Regions from separate parts of the Mus musculus genome. Here all the other regions are linked to region 1. A link is a contact called in public Hi-C and HiChIP or PLAC-seq data. All regions are on one chromosome and are shown on one strand. The core of a region is the stretch at or near the end of the contact, and the rest is flanking DNA. Distances in the headings are between cores, read along the strand shown. Region 1 overlaps A930001A20Rik (RIKEN cDNA A930001A20 gene). Region 2 has its middle 2.8 kb from the start of Gm33819. Region 3 has its middle 74 kb from the start of Gm33819.

Region 1 (3,681 bases), core at 60-2,559:
TTTATGACCTTTCACTTCCAGGAGGGGAGGGGTCCAGTGGAATTTTCTAAAGTTCCTGAGCTGACCTTTTCAGTACTAAAGTATTTGTTAGTCTCTGGTTCCATTTTTGTTGTTGTTGTTTCTAAATGAGCATCTCTGCCAAAAGTCTGTACATGCCTAGGTGACTGGAAGTGAGATGAGGTACTTGGATACCAACCTCACTCTAATTTCTGTCATAATCCTTTAAAAAGATCCCAGATAATATACATGATTTGTGAAACCCATCCTGGTATATAAGAGCTCTGTTCTTACTCTTTCTCTCTTTTGTTAATATTCATAAATCTTTTAATAAACTTTGTTCTAAAACTACTTCTTGTGATCTGTAAATTTCATCCTTCAAATTTATTTATTTGTTTGTTTGTTTTTATTTTAATTATCTTTAATCTTTTTTTTTTTTTTTTACAATCTAGTTGTTATCCCCCTCCCATTCTGCCCTCCAACAGTTCCTTATCCCATTCCCAGTCCCCCAGATGCAAGAGGATGTCCCCACTTCCCACCCCACCTCACCTTACCCCGTCAGAACTCCCCACTCCCTGGGACCTTAAGCCCCTTGAGGGTAAGGTGCATCTTCTCATCCTTCAAATTTATAAGACAATCTGAAAGCTCCTGGCTCAGGGTGGAGTTTTCCTGAATCCTTACCTCCCTAGGAAGAGAAAGTCTCCATCATTCTAAGACACTCAAATATTTCTGTAGGATTAGGTTCCCCTCCAGGGTCTAAGACTTCTTCAGACATGGGGTTTTGACAATGTTTACAGTAGTAGGTATGCCTCACATCCAATTAGGAAATGGTTCGCTGCCTCCATAAAAGTCATGTCAACATTACACCAATGGGCTCATTTTGGCTGTAGCTAATAGAGTTCACAGCTGGTTTAGACCAGCTACACAGTGAACTTTAAAACAAGATTAAGGTAGTCCAAAGTGGTTAGAAAAATATACCTAGGCTGTTCATCATCTTAAATAAAGAGATAGAAAAGAAAGTTACAGCAGGGGACAGGGCTCAAAATAATGAACAGATCCAAAAGAATCTCATGACAGCTTTTACAGACAGAAGTTCTTGGAAAGAAAAGTACATTGTCACTATGTCTTTATCATCTTTAAGGTGAATTCATGCTCCTGAGGGTGTGGTAACATGGCTAGGTCAATGATCTTCCCAACTGTATTAACTCTAAGAGGAGGAAACAATGCAAGGCTCCACAGGGAGGTACATTCTTTTGACTAGGAGATGAAGCTTTTCTGTAGTGGGCCTTCAATTGTATTCTAACACTAATCAAAACACCACTCTCTGCCTTCCTCCAGGCTAGCAGGCACCCTACTGGGAACATTCTATGAGTCTGTGGCTACCTGGGCTTCTGAACTTCCAGGAAAAAAATTCTAACACCTAGAGACTTGGACACTCACTCTGGCAGCCTGTTTGTCTCAGTTGATCCTGGGATTCCTGGAGCTACAGGAAGAGGCAAATAGCTTCTGAGTTTGCAAAGTTCAGACATCAAAGAGCTATGGGACTCTCTGCCCATTCAGTGAATGTATCAAAGATACACCTCCTCTACATTCCCTATTCACTTCCTCCCACCTTCCCCAAATGCCTTAAAGTAGGCCTCTTTGTTTTTCTGGGTGGCCCCAGATATTCTTTCATTCATTTCTGAACAGCCACCATATTCTCTCTGGTGTTAAATAAACCTTGAGTCTTCAAAGAACAGTCACTGACCCAGAGTCCTCTACTGTATCTTAGTATTTTCATAAGATCTGGGGACACAGATGATCTCTGGAGCCTTATCTTGTTCCAGTTAAGGTAACATGTCTACCATAGACTATAGTAATATATTTTACTTGCTAGAAGCATCCATTGATTTATCAGTGGAGCTGATATATACCTGATGGGTGACTGAATAAGAGACTTAGTGTCTTGTGTCTGTCCCCTTAGGGACAGTTCAAGACCTTTGGAAAATTTCACCAGACCCCTCCCTCTCCTCCAGGAAGAGAAAGGTCGCATAACAATTAGGCACTCTGGAAGGGAGAGGCTAATTAACATTCCTCAGACCACAGCGGGGAGGGAGGTGGGGGGGGCTGGGTTACCAACCATCTGCCACCTGCGGGTGGGGAAGGCCCAGAGCATATAGACACATTCCACAGGATGGACCTACTTACAATTGGCCACCTACAGATAAGGCTTGTCAGAGTCTTACACCTCAGCTCCTCATCTTTGAATCAGAGATTACTGAGTTCATCATGCAAACATGTTAATCATTAAAATGCATTATCTAGTGCTAGGGTAGGAGGACACCCAGGGGGCTGCCATCCTCTCATATGAGAAGGTCAGGGATGGGGGGTGGGGACAGTGAGTGGGGTATAAAGTGAACACATTTTTGAAAATTAAAAAGAAAAAAAGAAAGAAAAATGCATTACCTATGACTGTACTACAGTGTGAGCTTAATCCAGTGCTGAATGGTACTAATCCATGTTTATTGACAATATTCTCGTACCTTATCCCTCCTCCCCTTATCCCAAACAATTCAAGCACTGAAAGTCTTTCAGCTCTATCATAAGACAATTCTGAGCTGTGCTTCAAAAATTACTTAACAGTGTTGGTTGCCCTTAGCCCTTCTAGCACAAGGCCAGGATGCTCTGAAATAAGAAAATCTAAGACTGTGTCCATGTCCAATGGAAAATTACCAAGTGTTAGCCATCCCGGATATTCAACTAAAATCTGTGGCCAGCTTGTTCATCTCAACAGCCTGGTCATTCTGGCAGCACTGGGTCTCTTTAGCTTAGGAGAGCAACTTAATTAGTTTCTACCAGGATCATGCCTAGAAGAAAAAATGTCCTCATATCTCTGTCATGCCATAATGTCCTGCTTCCATATCTGACCATTTCACCATGAAAATAGAATGACTAGTTCCTTCAACTAAAATTCAGTTACTAGTTTTCAAGACTTCCTCTGTACTGAGTGACTGGCATCATGGGAACAGAAGTGAGAGAATAACAATATATACGGCTCTGTTCAAAGAAACTTACAAATATGGAAGACATTGCTATAGAAAATTGACAACATTTTATTTCTTTTCAGGACTTTGAAAAACATGGAACGAAATCCTGGACATGAAGAAAATTGGAAATGATTTCAACAACAACAAAAAAATTGCTTGTAAATCTAAGTACAAAACAAACCTTCCTTTCGATGTGAGGATCCATACTAAAACTTGACTCACCATGGATTAGTACCCAGTAGCTCTTCTCAGTCATGGAGTTATATAGCACTGTGGGGCCATCATTAGATCATCATTGTTCTACATGCATCTAGTGATCTCATGCACTTTAGTTACTCACACCATATCGTGTAGGAGCTGAACACAGGCTGCACAAGAGCCTGGCTCACTCTGCCTCTTTACTGGCTGAAGCAGATCCTGCTTGCATGAGGGCCACACTTTTTCTTGGCTCCATGATGCATTCACCCTGAGTCTCTTTCATTATCATTCTATGTTTCCTTTATTTTTAAGTAAATAAAAACATCCAACATGTCCTTTATCTTTGCCTTTGCTTTGATCTTCTGTTCTTGAACATTAAACTAAACATGGGCATGTACTCATGCATTAATTCCACCTAACTCAGCGATGCGGTCTAGTAATGTTCACATTCAGATATAGC
Region 2 (3,550 bases), core at 597-3,096, 160 kb after region 1:
TTGCTACTAATACAGAATACACTAGCATCCTCCCTGATACTAATTGCAACAAGAATACTTCTGACTGTCTGTTGAAAACTTTCTGTTCTTAAAATGTTTCTCGCTTTAATAAAAGTGTTCATGTTACCTACAGCTGATAGTCTTTTAAATGTCTAATTTCAGACCTTGGCATTTTTTATTTTCTCCATTGGTTGTGTACTTTTGCAGGACTAAGACTACAAAATCCAAGAGAGTCAACACAATGTCAGCATTGGGACAAAAAAGAAAGAAAGATAATACTGTTGTCCTTTAACATGTCAAAAGAAACACAAAACAAACATTTATTGCATGACATGTTTTCTGAGAGTTGAAAGCCTGGGAACAGCTTACTCTTCTGGTCTGGTTTACTCTTTCTGGGCATTACAATGTAATTGCAAGATGTACAAAAGGCATGAAGGATCCAATTCCCAGATGGTTCTTTTATATAGCTACTGTATTGTGTTGTCTGTAGCCTCCACACAAAGAGCTCCACAGACCTTACAATATTGGATATGGCTTCTGAGTGATCGGTCCAAAAGATGGAATAAGATAATTTTAAAAATCCAGGTCCTGATATCCTCTAAGTACAGATATCCCACCCAACCCTTCTGCTGTATTCCACCTGTCACAAGAGCAACCATGATGTTGGACTCTGCTAAATAAACTCTCAGTCTACTATTGTCCAGATAGCTCTCTGAGCTCTGAACAAACTGGGTGAGTCACTTTACCAGCAGGACTTCTTCTCTGACCTTGTCTGGGCAGCCCAAACCCCCACTTGCTACGCTCTCCGCTCTCCGGTCGAGTCAACTGGACAAGCTGAAAAGCTTAAAAGTCACTCATGAGGCAAAAGAGTTTCAAGGAAGCTCTCCTCCTGGAGTCTAGCGTTCCCTACCCATACAGTAATTTTTCATTCCTGCGTTCCATTCCCGCATTAGTCTAGTGCATGGATCCACGTGCTTTCTTTCAATATTTTCCTATCATAAGTGCCTTTTAAGATTGAATTCTGACATAGCTAAAGCCGTCCGCCAGTGTTCCAACAGTCCTAGTTCGTCCTTAGCAAGACCTTGGGCTTGGAATTCAGTACTGCCCCTGGTATTACACTATCTCTTTGAGGAAAAGTTAGGTCACTGCCCTTCACAGGAATTTACCATCACTAAGGAAGTAAGAAGTTTCTGACCGTAGGAGAAACCAGAATAGATATTTAGAATTATAGCTAAATTACACCTATATACAGGAATTTACAATGGTTTAGGAAGTAGATCCGGCTGTGGTTTTAGAGTACTGCATTATTTATGAGATGGTTAGCTAGAACGGAACTCCCTAGTTAGAACCATGACTTGGGTGTGAAAGCCCTTGCCCTAGAAGTGAAAAGTTCTCACACCTGGCTTCTAAGACTATAGCTGACCTTAGATAGAGCTGACTCTGTCTCAGTTATTTTATTGCCTAGTTCCTGCCAGTCTTTGCGTTTTCATTTCCTCTGTTCTGTGTAAGAGTCATTAAGCATCCGGTTACCTCATTTGTACCTTGTGGGTATGTCACCCAACTACCTTGTTGTCTTCTGCATAAAAAGTCTGATGTTCGATTTGAAAAATTACATTCAGATTCCACACAAACTCTCCTGTGTGTGTGTCTGTCTGTCATTCATCCACGCTTTGCCCACCCGTGTCGAGAGACCCCGTTCCACGCAGACACAGGGACCCAGAGGGTCTGCGGCACCCACTGTCTACTGGGGAGTGGGGGTGGGGGTGGGGCGGTGTGGGGGGGTTGAGTAGTCCTTGAGTGACCTTCCTCTTTTCAACTTCCTCTTTTCCAGATAAGAACCAGTCCAGCAAGTACCTGGAATTCCTGGAATGCTTCTCCATCCAAAGGAGGGCTTCATAGAACTGTAAACTCTAGCCAGTGATTTTCATTTACTCTGAAAACTAATTCCCACTCCCCAAAGTCCATATATATCCCTGGTTTACCCCAAATAAGTGTACACATACAAGCCCACCCCAAATAAAGAGATATGCATAAGAATAAAGGGATATACACAAGCTAAGATTGTCTGATAGAACTGTTTCATTGAAGACTCTCAGATAAGGCCTTTTTCCCTCACCCCCTTACCCCCTATACTCCCTGCCAGCCAGAGCAGGATCCTGTAGAACCCCTCCCATTTCATACTCTGCTTCAGCCTTCCAGTCTGGTATGCAGTAGAGTCTGGACACTCTGAAAGCGAGGAAGCTAAGGATGCAGAAACACAGCTGGCACTCCCAAAATGCACACAGCACCATGACATAGCATGGGGCCACTACACAATGGTTTAAACACCATGCAGGAATTGTTAGGTACCACTACATGATTTGCTGGAAATAGATTCTGTAATAAACAAAGCAAGCAGACAAGGAACAAGACACAAACAAAAAAATATTTCTTAGGTTGCATTTGAATTCATTACAGTTGTCTACTGTGGCAAAATTCCACAAAAATAAGACACAGAAGTGAACTGGGTCCAACAGCATTTAGACAGTTACCCATAGATCTATGTCCACTGATCCTGTTTCTTTTCTTTACCTTTGTTTGGTTCTTGGATCCACAATAATCTCAGTGAAGATGGATTCCCAAGGTCATAGGAATCTCCTTGGTTAGTTTACCAAACATCAATCCAGGTATGCTGAGGGAAAAGAGAAAGAAGTCATTAAGAGATAAGCAATGTTTGATTATTTGTTGAAGCCATCATGGTCCTTTGTTACACTAGGTCGTTATATTCGGCTGCTAAGGCAGACATCACCTCTGGAACTTGTACATATTTTCCAGAGGCTATACAATTTTCTACAATTTTACCTGAGAATTTTATTTATCCCTGAAATGACTCTCAGTATGATGATTATACTAATAATTTAATTAGTAACAGTTTCAAAGGCAGTCTTTCTAATGTGACTTTGAGCTACACTTGAAGTATATTTAATCTAATCAAAAACCATCATTGCTTAATATCTCCCTCTTTCTTTTCCCCTTTTGTCTGCTCCTCTCTCTTTCCATTTCTTTCTTTCCCCTTCCTTATCAAGATTAAGACTTAAATTTTTGCTTTTCCTGACAAATGTCTAAGCAGTCCAGGCACATAGTAAATACATAGAGTAAACATGATCTGATAATTTTATATTTACTCTTCCCTACCTATTATAACCCATGAACTTGGACTTTTCTTTTCCAGCCTAAATTTCTGACACAATCTGGGGTGAAACATAGGAAATGTGGAGCAATGTAGAAGAACATAGAGAAGCTATAGGAGACCAAATGTAAGACCTGAGTAAACACATGTTACTTTGGTTCTTCACAAACAGAACCAAAGGATTGCCACCATTCAAGTGGATCTGGGTGTATATGTGATGTTGTTCTTCCTCTGTGTCCCTGGTGGTTTCTCCTCCCACTTTTAAGCTTTGCATGTTGGTGCTTGTCAATGCTTTGTCCTAACTGTCGAGCTCTTCTAACTCTAAGTTTCTTCACTCATTTCTTGTTGTTTCAAGTTTCTTCTGCATCCTACCCATATTCA
Region 3 (3,649 bases), core at 238-2,737, 230 kb after region 1:
GCCAAGAAGCAGCAGTAATTTAATCAAGTTCCATGAAATGTGGGAACCTCTGTGAATTTTGTGGGAAAAATATTATTGCCTTAAAGATTGGTAACAACACCCCTGACCTCTCTGTTATTCATATAAGAATACCAGCTTTTTTCTGTATATGTTTGCTGTTCTGATATGTGACTTAATAGGAGCAGCATTATGCTTTTGGAATATGTTTAAGACCCATGAGTTCCAAACATGGACATTTTAAACTATTTAATTATAAGTCTAAATGCATATATACGTAATTTTAAACCAGAACTATTGTTTCTTTTTTTGCATTTCTTTTTTATTATTTCCTTTATTTACATTTCAAATGTTATCCCCTTTCATAGTTTCCCCTCCAAAAATCCCCTATCTCCTCCCCCTTCCCTCTGCTCACCAACCCACCTACTCTCACTTCCTGGCCCTGTCTTTCCCCTATACTAGGGAATAGAACCTTCACAGGACCAAGGGCCTTTCCTTCCATTGATGACTAACTAGGCCATCCTCTGCTACATATGCATCTAGAGCCATGAGTCCCACCATGTGTTTTCTTTGATTGGTGGTTTAGTCCCAGGGAGCTCTGGGGGTACTGGTTAGTTCATATTGTTAGAACTATTGTTTCTTTAGAGGGAAACACACAGAGACACACAGAGACACACAAGACACATAGACAGACAAACAGGACAGCAGGACAGACACATACACACAGGGGAGAGAGAGAGAGAGAGAGAGAGAGAGAGAGAGAGAGAGAGAGAGAGAGAGAGAATGTATGTTTCGGTGGTCTTCCCAATGGAAATAGTTTTTCCTACAATACTTCTGAACTTAGGTAACTCTTTTGTCAGTAGTGTTGATGAGTCGGGAATTCAATTATACTTGCCATAAGTTTCACAATAAAACTATTATTTCCGAGCTACTATGAAATCATACTAAGAAAAACAACGTGTATAATAAAAGTTCAATTAATATAACTGTGAGGAAATGATGTCTCATATGTTTGTGGGACAGTGGACTGTGCTAGGAAACTTGGAATGGTTGAGTGAGTTGGAAACTATAGAAACTCTGAGAGGAAGGCAGGAGCTTCACCTGCTTCTGACTAGGCTCTTGCCAGGTGACCACACTCGTTACATAGGAATGTGAGCTTTATTCATGTAGATCAGGATACTCGTTACATAGGAATGTGAGCTTTATTCATGTAGATCAGGATAGAATTCTCCACGCTAATTGAGTATTTAGAGGCCCCGAGGGTTTAGCCCATAAGCTTCCCTTCTTGGACATCCCTTCCTGCAAAAGTTATTTAATCTCTGGTCCTCCTTAAGGAGGTGGTATGCACCTATTTTTCACGACGAACAATCAATAAACAGTTTGGAGCCAAAGACACTTTTTTTTTAAAATCAAGAATCGCCATGGAGAAACCCTTTGCCTACAGAGCCGCACAGTCTGCCTCCTGCAGAAGGCCTCTCCACACTCCTAGATAATCACTGCTAAGCCAAGAGCAATTGCAGGCGAGCTAAGCTGGAGTCCCTCATTCCCCGTGGCCTAGGCCTTGTCCTCAGCCCACAGCCTTCTTCGCTTCCCTCCTTCTCACGACACAGTGGTATCTCCAGGAGTTTGGGACTCCTTGAGGTACCTGTTGGCCTCCTTCGTTCCCAACTCTGGTGTTCAGCGGCGACTGGACACCTGGGAGCTTGGGAACCCCCAGCTTCAGCTTCCCACATCTTTGGCTGTGTTTTCCTGCCACCTGAGCTGATCAGTGTTTCCTGAGAGTCCATCACTGGACAGTGGGCATAAGGTAAGTGTAGACTAGCGTCTGAGTGTCAGGCAGAGTTTTCACAACTCAGTGGAACGTGGAACGTGGAACAATATCAGTTTATCCAAAGAACATTTTTACCTCTGAGAATGAAATTTCTACTACATTTCCTACTTTATTTGAATAAATTTCTATAATGTAAAAGTGAAAGTACAATTTATAAACACTATATATATATCAGAGAGAGAGAAAGAGAGAGACAAGGACAGAGAGACAGAGACAGAGACAGAGGAAGGTGCTGGATAGGGAGCACCTCCTTAGCATCCACACCACACTTGAAAATTATGCGCGTGTATGCTATGCTAGAAATATAGAATAAGAGATATGAGGAGTCGCACAAGGTCAATACTGCTACATTTTCTCTTTTAATAACATTTCTTATTGTAATTGTTTTCCAGAAAACTCAAATTCTTACTTGTCTATCCACATCTTTGTTGAGGTCTCTGCTATGCTGCTACATGTAATTTTGCTCCTTAGAAAACCCTTAATCATTCTCTTACCACAAAAGGGCCATTATTATAAACACATCCCATGTGCCTGTCAGTTAACATCGCCAGCCTTTGGTATGTACCACAGTAATATGAGATCAAAGAGCTTCTCTTGCTCAAGTCATCCTTTAAGAAGGAATTTAAAAAATTCTTTTGTTTCTGCCTGACCTAGTTCCTAGATATTACATGATATCTTCTAAAAAGTATGACATTGTGATTATAATTGTTCTTTTTTTTTTCTCAAAAGGAGAAACGACTTTCCCCGTGGCTGTGTTCCACTTTTTTAGGAAACTGTCTGGCACATGACTGAAACTTGCAAAACGCACGCAAATTGAATGGATAAGTACTCTAGATGCCAGGCTGCAGTGCTCTTTGTTATCTGTATTGGGAGCAAACCAGTTCTTCTGCCTGGGCTCTTGGAGTCTGCTGTACTGAGAATCAGTTTAAGAAAAGAGGGAGGCTGTGTGTGATGCTTGTAATTCTTACTGAACTCTCAGGGCTGTGATTTAGTGTACAGGTGTCCCGCGTCTATCCAAAATTGCCTAACTGAGCTAATCCCCAAATTCTGACCCATACAAATGTAAACACGTGGCTTTAAGCCACTAAGTTTGGAGGTGGGTTATAATATGTAACTAACACAAATCTTAGTGAAAATGACCTTCAGCATTTACAGTTGGAGAAGAAAGTTAAGCAAAACTGGACATTGCTGAACGACTTCTAAAGATGTACATAGTACATCCTTATCCAAGTACAATTTGTCAATTGCCGTGAATCAGTGTCCGAAGCTCCTCCACAACTCCAGTCTAATATGCTAGGTTTCCAGCTGGATCCAGTGGTGCACACCTTTTATTCCAGTCCTCAGAAAGAAAAGGCAGGAAAATCTTTGTGAATTTAAGCAGCCTAATCCACACACTGAGTTCCAGGACAGCCAGAACTATGATACCCTGTCTTGAAAAGGCAAAACAAACAAACAAAAACAAACAAACAAACAAACAAAGGCACACTAAGCTTACAAAAGCCAAAGAACTGATTAAATCCAAACTTGTTGAGAATGAAATAATTGTCTCAGTAATAAACACCCAACAAAAAATGAGCTGGATTCACAAAAGATAAAGTAAAATATGTGTGTGTGTGTGTGTTAGTCTCTGACAAAATATAGTTTATGCATAACTATATAACAAAATTATCTGACTTACATCAATTTCAGTATTAAGTGTAAACATACAATACCATGAAGATAAAAGTGCACCTAAGCTCAGAGAATAATTCTAAAATCTGTAGCTATTTCAGTTTTGACTTTATTTGGCCACATCTACGGCTGCCTAGCACATTTAGGCTT

What was found. A called contact is a pair of places that touch in the nucleus more often than the background predicts. HiChIP or PLAC-seq counts read pairs in DNA pulled down with a chosen protein or histone mark.
Region 2: an H3K27ac HiChIP or PLAC-seq map of embryonic stem cells shows a contact between it and region 1, with 7 read pairs. The contact joins two enhancer-like sites. A contact is called at or near these places in 1 of 15 datasets of contacts at CTCF or cohesin (the NIH/3T3 cell line), 4 of 484 Hi-C or Micro-C datasets (double positive thymocytes, embryonic stem cells and uterus) and 3 of 115 datasets of contacts at active chromatin or transcription factors (all in embryonic stem cells).
Region 3: a contact with region 1 is called in a Hi-C map of embryonic stem cells, with 1.6 times the contacts expected there. The contact joins two enhancer-like sites. A contact is called at or near these places in 5 of 484 Hi-C or Micro-C datasets (the G1E-ER4 cell line, cortical glia, embryonic stem cells and 1 more) and 2 of 115 datasets of contacts at active chromatin or transcription factors (both in embryonic stem cells).

Annotation. Positions count from the first base shown.
Region 1 is chr3:14,998,767-15,002,447 of GRCm38.p6, forward strand. It overlaps A930001A20Rik (RIKEN cDNA A930001A20 gene), which reads left to right. Exons shown (of 4, transcript NR_040550.1): 4 at 3,104-3,681. Among named protein-coding and RNA genes, the nearest start is that of A930001A20Rik, 29 kb to the left of the region's middle. Within about 2 kb of position 1,310, at least 28 of the 459 cell types and tissues checked have an H3K27ac peak or open chromatin away from gene starts, as enhancers often do. A contact at or near this core is called in embryonic stem cells, where this site is marked.
Region 2 is chr3:15,158,340-15,161,889 of GRCm38.p6, forward strand. No RefSeq gene overlaps it. Among named protein-coding and RNA genes, the nearest start is that of Gm33819, 2.8 kb to the left of the region's middle. Within about 2 kb of position 1,847, at least 14 of the 459 cell types and tissues checked have an H3K27ac peak or open chromatin away from gene starts, as enhancers often do. A contact at or near this core is called in embryonic stem cells, where this site is marked.
Region 3 is chr3:15,229,239-15,232,887 of GRCm38.p6, forward strand. No RefSeq gene overlaps it. Among named protein-coding and RNA genes, the nearest start is that of Gm33819, 74 kb to the left of the region's middle. Within about 2 kb of position 1,488, at least 16 of the 459 cell types and tissues checked have an H3K27ac peak or open chromatin away from gene starts, as enhancers often do. A contact at or near this core is called in embryonic stem cells, where this site is marked.